Linked DNA regions of Pan troglodytes: all the other regions are linked to region 2. The links are chromatin contacts, called in public Hi-C and HiChIP or PLAC-seq maps. All regions are on one chromosome and are shown on one strand. The core of a region is the stretch at or near the end of the contact, and the rest is flanking DNA. Distances in the headings are between cores, read along the strand shown. Region 1 holds the start of TMEM98 (transmembrane protein 98). Region 2 holds the start of CDK5R1 (cyclin dependent kinase 5 regulatory subunit 1). Region 3 holds the start of LOC107969199 (histone H2A.N).

Evidence for each region. Hi-C and Micro-C count contacts between places; a contact is called where the count stands out from the background. HiChIP or PLAC-seq counts read pairs in DNA pulled down with a chosen protein or histone mark.
Region 1: a contact with region 2 is called in a Hi-C map of stem cell-derived neural progenitor cells, with 2.2 times the contacts expected there. The contact joins the promoter of TMEM98 here to the promoter of CDK5R1 in region 2. A contact is called at or near these places in 1 of 7 Hi-C or Micro-C datasets (stem cell-derived neural progenitor cells) and 1 of 1 datasets of contacts at active chromatin or transcription factors (stem cell-derived excitatory neurons).
Region 3: an H3K4me3 HiChIP or PLAC-seq map of stem cell-derived excitatory neurons shows a contact between it and region 2, with 7 times the contacts expected there. The contact joins the promoter of LOC107969199 here to the promoter of CDK5R1 in region 2. A contact is called at or near these places in 1 of 7 Hi-C or Micro-C datasets (stem cell-derived neural progenitor cells) and 1 of 1 datasets of contacts at active chromatin or transcription factors (stem cell-derived excitatory neurons).

The regions. Positions count from the first base shown.
Region 1 is chr19:34,670,249-34,673,934 of NHGRI_mPanTro3-v2.0_pri, reverse strand. TMEM98 (transmembrane protein 98) reads left to right here and starts at 1,876. Exons shown (of 7, transcript XM_001174599.6): 1 at 1,876-2,164.
Region 2 is chr19:35,100,222-35,104,158 of NHGRI_mPanTro3-v2.0_pri, reverse strand. CDK5R1 (cyclin dependent kinase 5 regulatory subunit 1) reads left to right here and starts at 1,447. Exons shown (of 1, transcript XM_016932024.4): 1 at 1,447-3,937. The coding sequence starts at 1,581. The coding sequence ends at 2,504.
Region 3 is chr19:34,710,971-34,714,771 of NHGRI_mPanTro3-v2.0_pri, reverse strand. It overlaps LOC107969199 (histone H2A.N), which reads left to right and starts at 1,490. Exons shown (of 2, transcript XR_010152911.1): 1 at 1,490-1,580. MYO1D (myosin ID) reads right to left here and starts at 68. Exons shown (of 22, transcript XM_511404.8): 1 at 1-68.

The sequences.
Region 1 (3,686 bases), core at 627-3,126, 430 kb after region 2:
AGCAACCAGTCAGACTGATTGCGGCCAAATCTTCTTTTGCATAGGAGTGTAACTTTGTAACTTCACTTTAGCCTCTGATTGGTTGTGGAAAGTGACCGATCAGACTGATTGCGGGCCAAATCTTCTTTTGCATAGGAGTGTAACTTTGTAACTTCACTTTAGCCTCTGATTGGTTGTGGAAAGTGACCGATCAGACTGATTGCGGGCCAAATCTTCTTTTGCATAGGAGTGTAACTTTGTAACTTCACTTTAGCCTCTGATTGGTTGTGGAAAGTGACCGATCAGACTGATTGCGGGCCAAATCTTCTTTTGCATAGGAGTGCAACCTTTGTAACTTCACTTCAGCCTCTGATTGGTTGCTTTCCACAACCAATCAGACTAATTGTGGCACCACTTTATTTACATGGGGTGAACGCCAAGTGGCCAATGGGAAACCTCTAGGAGGTATTTGGACCCCAGAAGATTCTACAGCAGGGGCTCTTGAGCCCATATGCTGGGGCCTGCTCCCACCCTGTGGAATGCACTTTTGTTTTCAATAAATCTCTGCTTTTGTTGCTTCATTCTTTCTTTACTTGCTTTGCTTGTGCCTTTTGTCTAATTCTTTGTTCAAAATGACAAGAACCGGCCGGGTGCGGTGGCTCACGCCTATAATCCCAGCACTTTGGGAAGCTGAGGTGGGTGGATCACCTGAGGTCAGGAGTTCCAGACCAGCCCGGCCAACGTGGCGAAACCCCGTCTCTACTAAAAATAACAAAAAAATTTAGTGGGACGTGGTGGCGCACACCTGTAATCCCAGCTACTTGGGAGGCTGAGGCAGGAGAATCGCTTGAACCCAGGAGGCAGAGGTTTCAGTGAGCTGAGATCGTGCCATTGCACTCCAGCCTGGGCAACAGAGCCAGACTCTGTTTCAAAAAATAAATAAATAAATAAAAAATAAAGGCAAGAACCTGGACACCCTCCACCCGTAAACAGCCAAGACTGTGCCACAGCACTCCAGCCTGGGCGACTGAGTGAGACTCTGTCTCAAAAAAATTAAAATAAAACAACAAAAGTATGAACCCAAAAAAACCACCTCTGTGGGCTGGATGTGGCCTTGGGGGTACCAGTTTGCAGACCCTGTGTCAAGCGGCCTAGGACCCAATCTGTATCCTTTGTTAACTGTCACCGATACTGACCTGAGACCTGGACCACTGGGATCCTGCCCTGAACCCCGTGCTTTAGTTGGCCCACTCCAGCTGGAGCGTATGTTCCCTTCTAGATCATGCTCCTGGTACCCTGGACTCCGGAAATCCCTGTGTAAACAGCCCTGAGCCTGCTTCCAAGGTCTGACTTCCATCCACCCAGGGCAGCCTGCCCTGCCTGGCCTGAGTATCGTTAGAATGAAGGATGGCAGGGTAGAGGGTGTGTGTTTGCCTGAACCAGTAGACCCCCTTCAGTATGTATGGGATGGAGTCGTGTGGGAATAGAAGCAGCAAGACTACTAGCAAGGGCTCTGCATTTGTACTCTTGCCCCTGGCTAGGCAGTCGCCAGGGGTGGGCCTGCTTGTCACTGACCCGTGGGTCAGGCTGTAAATAAGAGCGACTCTCGATTCACTCTTTACCCTGGGCCAGGCCGTCCGATGCATCCTGCATCCCATCATTCCTAATACCAACTCTGAGGATGCTGACAAGCAGCAGCCCCGTTTTACAGACCGAGGCACAAAGGCTGAACTAAGTTGCCCATAGCTAGTGAGTGGCAGAGGCAGGGTTTCAATGGGACAGTCCGTGGCGGAGCACACTGGCTCCGCCGCCAGCCCCCCTGCGGAACCCATCGGCGCTCGCCGCCTGGGACCGCCAGCCCGGGGCGGGGCGCAGGCAGGGACCCTCCGCTCCCCTCTCCGTCTGCCGCCCGGACGGGCCACCGCGGGGGCGCGAGGAAGGGGTGTTGGGTCGCCAGGGCCCGCCTCCCAGCTGCCCCGGCCGCCGGGGGGCCTGGCGGTGACGGCGGCGCCTGGCGGCGGGGATTTGGCGCGGGCCGGGGGCCGGGGCCGGGGCGCGGGGGCGCGAGGCTGGATTCCTAGGGCCGCGGCGCTTCCCGGCATGCTCCGCTGCAGGCCCGCGCCCGCGCCCGGACTTTGCCATCGGCGGGGCAGTCGCGGGATGCGCCCGGGAGCCGCAGCCTGAGGTGGGTGAGCCCCGCCGGGCCCGGCGGGCCGCGGCGAGTCGGGGAAGGGGACGCGGGGGGCGCGGGGCCTGGCCCGGCTGCCGGGGAGAGGGGAGGCGGGTGCCGCAGCTTTGTTCTCGCCGCGGGGCCGCGCGCCCGAAGTTGGGGAAAGGAGTAGGAGCCGCGCCCCGGAGCGCTCCGGGGCCCGTGCGGCGCGTCCCGGGCGGGCTGGGGGTCCCTCCCTCCCGGGGACGGAGTGGGCGTCCTGGGTGGACGAGCACGGGGAAGCGGGTTGGGTCTTGGGTCTGTTCTGGCCTTGTGGTTCTGGAACCGGAGGGGAAGGGGGAAAGTAAGGGAGAGAGAAAGAGACGGAGAAAAACAGGAAAACTTACTCTTCAGTACGCAGGGAAGAATAGAGAAAGAAAAACACAAAGAAACGCCACGCAGACTGCAGAGAAGGACCACGAACACACGCTCCGAGAAACACACTCAGCTCGCACGCACTGAGAAGCACACTTAAGATAAACACTCAGGTCACACACACAAGCACACTAAGAAACATTCAGTTCACACACACTCAGAAACACACGCACTCAGAAGCACACTCAAGATAAACACTCAGCTCACACAGAAGCACACTCGGAGAAACATTCAGTTCACACACACTCAGAAACACACGCACTCAGAAGCACACTCAAGATAAACACTCAGCTCACACACAGAAGCACACTCGGAGAAACATTCAGCTCACACACAGAAACATACTCTGAGAAACACAATCAGCTCACACCCACTCAAGCACACTCAAGATAAACAGCTCACACAAGCACATTCAGAAAACACTCAGAAACACAGCTCACACTCAGAAACACACTCTGAGAAACACAGCTCACACACTCAGAAGCACACTGAGAAACAGCTCACACACACAGAAACAGAAAAACACAGCTCACGCACACTAACACAAACACACACGGAGAAACACAGAAGCACACTCAGCTCACACACACCCAGAGAAACACGCTCAGAGAAACACTCAGAACGCACAGGAAGAGAGAGGAAACCAAGTGGGTGGTCTTGGAGGCCTGGGACCGGGGGAGGGGAAGGAGAGACACTGAGAAGGGGGAGACGGGAGCAGCAGAGGGAAAGATGCCTGGAGAGAGAAACAGAGATAAAGGCAGACATAAGAGGAGGCAGAAAACACAAAGGCCAAAAGGAGGTGGATAAAAGGACAGTAAAGAGAAACACACACGTAGAGAATTACCCTGAGAATTACCCCCCTCCCCCACCTACCTCTCACAAAATCAGCGACACACACAGAAGAGGCAGATGCCAGCCTTCTCCTTCTTGTGGTCCAGTGAGCTCGAGATGGGAGAGCAGCTCTGTGAGCCCTTTGAGAAAGGCTTCCTTGGCACTTTAAGCCAGGCATGTCCCAACCTTGTCTACCTGGCAAACTCCTGCTCATCCTTCAAAACCCAGCTCTAGCCTCACCACTCCTGTGAAAGTGTCAGTTCCCAGAAAGTGTCATGCAAGCACAGTTACT
Region 2 (3,937 bases), core at 198-2,697:
GTCAGAAAGGTGGCCGGAGGGGCAGGTGCTTCAGCTTTAATATGACAAATAAGAGGGCGAGTGGGAACTTAGAGGTCATATTTGTGGCGGGCTCAGGCTTGGCTACGGGCCATGCTTCTCTGGCTTGGATTTCTGAGGCCCACTTCGGCCGCGGGCATCTACCCAGGATGAGGGAACGGAGGCCCCGGAAGGGTGGCCAGAACCGATTGGACTGTCCACTCGAGGTGCGCGTGGCACTCGGGAGGCCTCAGTAAAGGCGTCGCCTCTCCCCGCCCAGGGCCTTCTTCCCCGCGCTCCCTGGCTGCTTTCCACAGGGACGGGGATGTCAGGTGGAAGGAGGGAGCTCCGGACCCTGGCCTCGGCGGAGGGCTCCTCACCAGGCCAGGGCGGCAGCCTCAGAGACGGCGGGCCGCGCGCTGCCAGGGCAGGGACTCGGCCGAGAGTGCCCCCGCGGCCGGCAGCTGCGGGCGCCGCGGCGGGAACAAAGGCAGCACGTGTCTGGGCGGGACGCGGGCGGGGTCGGCCCTCGGCTCCGCCCTGCTCGGCGCCCGCCCCGCGTCGGCAGAGTTGGGTTGCGCGGGCGCCGAGGACTCTCAGGCGGCCGGGCTGCTGTAGGGCGGCGGCGCGGAGCGGGCGGCGAGCTGTGCGGGAGGGGCGGCCCCCAGGGGCGGGGCGGGCCGACGCCGCGTGTCCCGCCGCAGCCGCGGAGTCCGGCTCCTAGATGGGGCCCGGCGCGTAGAGGTGCCTCCCGCTCGTTGCCGCGTCCTACCCGCACCGTGCGCGGCTCGAGCTGAGGACACCAACGGCCGCGACTCCCCGGCGAGACCACGCCGGAGCGTGGACGGCGCGCGCGCCCCGCGAGGCAGGGCGCTGAGGCGCGCGCCGGAAGCGGGAGCGCGAGCGCGGCGGCGGCGGCGAAGGTGCGGGCGGCCGAGCGGGGGGCGGGGCCGCGGTGCCTGCAGAACCTTGGACAGAAGCTCCCTAGCTGCCGCCGCCGTCGCCGCCGCCGAGCGCGAGCCCAGCCGATCCCCGCCGAGCGCCCCCGAGCGCCGCCGAGCGCCGGGACCGCGGCGGCGGGGCCGCGGCGCGCATTGCGGAGGGCGCGGAGCGCAGGAGCTGCCGCCTGCCGGGTAAGCCTGCGCTGGGCGGCCGTCCTTGGCCCTGGGGAGCGGGGACCGGGGTCGCGCCCGTGCGGGGTGTCCAGGCGGGGGTCCTCGGCCGCCTCCGTCGGCGCCCGGGCCCCTCCCGGCTGCGCCTGGGGACCGCAGCGGCGGCGGCGGGCGGGGGTGCTGCAGTGGAGGCGGCGAGGCTGCGTCGCGGGGGCGCGGGTAGGGCCCGGGACTGGGGCGGCGGGGTGCGCCGAGGCGCGGGGCGGAGGGGCGCAGGGGCGCGGCGCGGAGCCCAGCCTGGCGCTAAGAACCATCTTGTTTTTCAGGCAGATCCAAGGGGGCAGCACGCTTCCCGGGAGCGCCCCCGCCTCCTCTCCGGGGCCGCCGCAGGCTCGGTGAGCGGTTTTATCCCTCCGGCCGGCAGGCTGGGCGCGCAGGGGCGCGAGCCCCCGCCCGGCGCGCAGCAGCACCATGGGCACGGTGCTGTCCCTGTCTCCCAGCTACCGGAAGGCCACGCTGTTTGAGGATGGCGCGGCCACCGTGGGCCACTATACGGCCGTACAGAACAGCAAGAACGCCAAGGACAAGAACCTGAAGCGCCACTCCATCATCTCCGTGCTGCCTTGGAAGAGAATCGTGGCCGTGTCGGCCAAGAAGAAGAACTCCAAGAAGGTGCAGCCCAACAGCAGCTACCAGAACAACATCACGCACCTCAACAATGAGAACCTGAAGAAGTCGCTGTCGTGCGCCAACCTGTCCACATTCGCCCAGCCCCCACCGGCCCAGCCGCCTGCACCCCCGGCCAGCCAGCTCTCGGGTTCCCAGACCGGGGGCTCCTCCTCAGTCAAGAAAGCCCCTCACCCTGCCGTCACCTCCGCAGGGACGCCCAAACGGGTCATCGTCCAGGCGTCCACCAGTGAGCTGCTTCGCTGCCTGGGTGAGTTTCTCTGCCGCCGGTGCTACCGCCTGAAGCACCTGTCCCCCACGGACCCCGTGCTCTGGCTGCGCAGCGTGGACCGCTCGCTGCTTCTGCAGGGCTGGCAGGACCAGGGCTTCATCACGCCGGCCAACGTGGTCTTCCTCTACATGCTCTGCAGGGATGTTATCTCCTCCGAGGTGGGCTCGGATCACGAGCTCCAGGCCGTCCTGCTGACATGCCTGTACCTCTCCTACTCCTACATGGGCAACGAGATCTCCTACCCGCTCAAGCCCTTCCTGGTGGAGAGCTGCAAGGAGGCCTTTTGGGACCGTTGCCTCTCTGTCATCAACCTCATGAGCTCAAAGATGCTGCAGATAAATGCCGACCCACACTACTTCACACAGGTCTTCTCCGACCTGAAGAACGAGAGCGGCCAGGAGGACAAGAAGCGGCTCCTCCTAGGCCTGGATCGGTGAGCACTGTAGCCTGCGTCATGGCTCAAGGATTCAATGCATTTTTAAGAATTTATTATTAAATCAGTTTTGTGTACAGTATGTGTCTAGCAAAGCCACCAAGGGCCTCACCTTTCCCACAGTCTCTCCCTGGGGTTTTTTTCATCCCTGCCAAGAACTCTGGGCACTTTTGAACTCACGAGCCTTGCGCAAAACCCAGAAGATGTATTCAGAGCCACCCAGGCCACTGACCTCCCACTTTGGGGAACTCAAAGGACTCACCTGCCCCTGCCGCCTGTGCCCTTGCTGGGTCCAGGGTAGGCAAGGCTGCCGGCTGCACCCTGTATGGAGCTAGAGAGGGGCCTCTGGCTGCCTGGCCCAGGGAGGAATTGGGGTTTCTGGTTGGAGGCCCTTTTCTGGCTCCTGTGTGGAGTTATTCACTCTCCCAGAGGCTCCTGGAGCCAGCCACCCTAACTGAGCTGCCAGTGGGGTCGTGAGGCAAGATCCCCGCCACCCGGGGACATCTTCAATCTAGGCGAGGCGAAGCTGAGCGGGTCTAGTGGAAAGATTGTGTCTGGTCGTTTGACCACACACCGCCCTGATTTGCTGTTTTCTTTTTTTAGGGAGAAGGGGTTTTCTTTAGTGGATAAATGGAACTCGCCCCCCTACCCCCTTGTCTGCTGCTCCCAGCCACGTTGGTGGTATTGGCCGATGAGCTGGTTTGACTCATTAATTTCTCTCAATTTGGGTCCCAGCTAAAGAGGTCGGGTGAAGCTGGGGACAGCTTTCCTGGGTGAGTTTTTCTTTTAAATAATGTAGTGCAGTCACCCTGTGGCAAATGCCAGGACAGCTGCAGGTGCCCATTAGCAACGCCTGCCTTCTGGGCAAGGTGAGGGATGCCATACCTTGAGACCAAGCCGGTGCCCACCTAAGGGCTAAGGCCTCTTGCTGGTGCACATGACATTTGTCCTGCAGAGCTGGGGGGAAGGCGATGTGGTGACCCCACCCCCACCCATTAATTTAAAGCTGTTTCTAAACAGTTGAGTTTCTTCTAAAGAGGAAGCCTTGCCCAGCAAGGACTAGTGAGACAGCCGGATCTTGGAGACAATTACAAGACGGGGAGTGAGACTCCTGATTGCTCTGGAAGCCTGCTGATTTCTACAACTGATCATTTGCAGCTGCTGGTTTTGGTTTCCACCTTACCCTACTGGCTGTAAAAACACAAATGTGTACTTTATTGATTTTCTTTCTAATTCTCCCGTATTGGTGGCTTGGGACTTGGGAGAGGGAGCAAGCCTTCCTCCATGGCCCATCACTCGGCTGTGGAGAACAAAGACCAATGTGAAGACACTACAGAGGATTCTGTCTTCCAGGCCCAGTCCACTGGGGAGTGCTGGAATGGGGACCTGGGGTGGGGAGGCAGAGGGTCACTTTACACAGGATTAAGTTCGAGGTGG
Region 3 (3,801 bases), core at 241-2,740, 390 kb after region 2:
CCGGCGCGGCTCCGAACGGGACGCGCCCGACAGTTTCCGCTCCTCCCGCCGCGGCTGCCGGGCGCTGTAGGGGCCGGGACACCGAGACGGAGACGGCGGCGGCTGGTCCCGCCTCCAGCCTGGGGCTCGTCCCGGCTCCGCCCCGCCCGGGCCTCCCGGCTCCGCCCCTCCCGGCCCACTGAGGAGCCCGCCCCAGCCGCGGCCCTGGCCGCCGCCTCTTCACCTGGGCGGCGCGCACGCGCGGGTGGGCGGCGGGGACGCGCGCTGGGCCGGGCGGCGGCAGCTGGGTGACAGCGCCCCCTGGGGACAGGCGCTGGGATCTCAGGCGGCCAAGAGGATGGCTGCCTGCCGCCCACACTTGGTAGCTGCCAACAAAGTTAGAAAAGTAGTTCGTGGAGCTTTTCGCGAGGACAATTCATTATGATTCTGTCACCCTGCTCCAAAACCCACTCCCGCCTCTCTACTCACACCCTGCCCATTCTTGAAGTGGTGGTTCAAGCACAGACTGAGAGGTAATAATAATGGCTAACATTTTGGGGGCACCAAAAATGCCCAGAGCTGTTCTCAGCGCCTTAGAGAACTTTTAAGAAACTTGCCAAACGACTAGGAAGTGGAGCAGCTGCGGTTTCACGCAGGTCATTTGACTTAGGAGCCGCAGCGTTCAACCATGTCTGACTACCTCCATTCTTCAGTGGCCCATTTTCCCTTCCACTCATCCGAGCATGTCATCAGACATTACCTTATATGATTATTAAGTTTTAAATATATCTTTGTATCATCTCTCCAGGATTATTGCGGATGTCTTGAGCATGGGACCATTCTTTTTGCATCCACCAAATAACTATTGTACTACTTCGCATATATAAATATGAAATCCATACTGGTTCAGTGGAATGAAGTGAGTTGTAAGTAGTCTCCAATTTATTGATACATTGGTTGAGCTTGGAAAATTCTTTTTGAACTCAATGTATTTTCCCAAAGAAAATATACTACAAATGACTTTCTTTCTTTTTTTTTTTTTTTTTCTTTTTCTAGAGACAAATTCTCCCTCTGTCACCCAGGCTGGAGTGCAGTGGTGCAATCACAGCTCACTGCAACCTCAAACTCCTGGGCTCAAGCAATCCTCCAGCCTCAGCCTCCTGAGCAGCTGGGACTACAGGTGTATGACACCATGCCCAGCTATTTTTTTTAAATAAATGACTTTCTAATGTATCTACATTTATTCAGTTCTGTGTTTCTGTTAGGACATCTTCTATTACAAAATCTATGAGGAAATCTAGAGGCCTCCAAGGACCTGGCTGGGCTTCAACTCTGGCTGAGTTTGAGATGAGTAAACCAGACTGAAGGACCTTGCCCAAGGCCTGCTTCAGCTGCCAGCCACCCACACTTGCTAAGAGAAAGGAAAGTAGCTTTGTCACCTCCTGAGGGACTGCCTCTGCCATCAGAAAACCACCCCAATCCCTGGCACCAGCAGAGCTGGGTTGCATCTGACTACCGTTAGCAGCTGTCCTTCAGAAGGAGGAGATCCACCTGTCTCGATATCAGTGTCCTCATTTGTGGAATAAAAGCTCTGGAATAAGGTAGGTGTCCTATGGTTGGGTCATTTGTGGAGGTGTTGGTCAGTGGCTAAGTAGGTTATTGCATAGGGTATGGTTGTATTCCTAATGTTTGTATTGGCATGTTTTAACATAAGCAGAACTGAACTTCAAGAAGGAAAGAAAGAAATCTCAAACTGTGTGCACTTTGGAGCATCCAGGGACCACACCCCAAAACCTTTTGGTAAATTATATATGTGTGTTCCCTGAGCTCTGTAGGTGTTAAAAATTAGGGCAAAATCCCAGGTACCAGGAAAAGAAACATCACGGCTTGCAGATGATGAGAGAGTTGCAGAAATTGTACAGTGGTTAGGAGCTATGGTGGGATACAATGTGGTTTCCAAATGGCCAAAGTAAGAGATCCTCATTTTAATCAACATCTTATATAGGAACCCAACATATAAAACACATATACAACATATGCAAAGGGTATTTTATTAATTTCTTGTATAAGTCCAAATTAGTATAAAATTAGGCATTGATGCTCTCATGATGAACCCAAATCTGCTCAATGGGGCTCACTATTAGCCTCAGGATTCCAGTTTACTTTTGTATGTTGTTTTCATTGTACCGTGTCAAGCAAATTCTTGTTTGTATAACTAAGCAGTAATTTGTTACCCATACAACTTTACATTCAGCATTTCTAGGCCAATGTGCAGTTACAACATTATTAATCAATGACACACTTGAGCAAAGTTCAGGTATATGCACAGCCGGCAGGAGAGACTGAATACTCTGGTCTGCGTTCAGTCAAGGTAACCTAGAGCAGATTAGCTCATTATGAATGTTCTTTGTGATAAAATTTGAATAGAAACACATTTGGAGATGCATGTTTTTGTTACAGTTTAAAATATACAAAAAATAAAACAAATAAAAGTTTATATCCCCAATCATGAGACACACAGACACCATGAGCCTCCTGATATGGTCTCCTGAAAAAGACACATATCATTTACCTGCTAAAAATACGTAAATGGAATCTAATCATGAAGAAGCATCAAACAAACTCACATTAAGGGGCATCCTACAAAACAATTGACCTGTATTCTTCAAAAATATCAATGGTGTGAAAGACAAAGAGGCTGAGGCACATCACTATTAAAGGCAATGGGTGATTCTGGACTGGATCTCCAACCAGAAAAATGTAAAGGACATTATTGGGATAATTGGTGAAATTCAAATATAGACGCGATGTTAGATAGTAAGATAGTATCATGCTAGTTTTTCTGAACTTGATCATTTTACTGGGATTCTGCAAGATAATGTCCTTGTTTCTAGCAGGTATCTGCTAAAGTATTTAGGAGTAAAATGATGTCTTGAACTGTTTGGCAAGAATAATAAAAATAATAATAAGGAGATGAGGAGGTGGAAGGAGGGCGTGGATATATATTGGTAGACATATAAATGATTAAAGCAAATGATGCAAAATACTAACAAGTGGTAAAGTCATTAAAAATATATGGGACTTTTGAGGGGATTTTCTTTTGTACTATCCTCACAACTTTTCTGTAACTTTGCAATTAGTTTGAAATTTATTCATTTATTTTGAGATGGAGTCTTGCTCTGTCGCCCAGGCTGAAGTGCAGTGACACGATCTCGGCTCACTGCAACCTCCGCCTCCCGGGTTCAAGCGAGTCTCCTGCCTCAGCCTCCTGAGTAGCTGGGACTACAGGTGCATGCCACCATGCCCAGCTAATTTTTGTATTTTTAGTAGAAACGGGGTTTCACCATGTTGGTCAGGCTGGTCTCAAGCTCCTGACCTCGTGATCTGCCCACCTCAGCCTCCCAAAGTGCTGGGATTACAGGTGTGAGCTACCACACTCGGCCTGAAATTTAAACTTAAAAATTAAATAGCAATCTAAAACTGTGCTAAATAAAAATTTTTAATTTAAAAATATTAAATAACACTTAGAAATCAAAGTCACATCAGAATTTTGCAAACCTTCCAGAACTGAAGAACCAGCAGATATTTTTGAAAACCCTGGTCCAGGGTACCTCTTAGCTCTATTTGGCATAGATGTGCTAGGAGATTATAAACACTGAACAGGTAATTCTAAAAACAAAAATAATTAGATGTCAAATATACCCATATGCCCCTGAGAAGGTGCATCCTGTTCTCTGCCTGAAGTTCTCCCCGCCACCCCACCCCTCACTCCTATGACCTAGCTAACTTCTGCTCATCCCTCCACTCTCAGTCTCAACATCA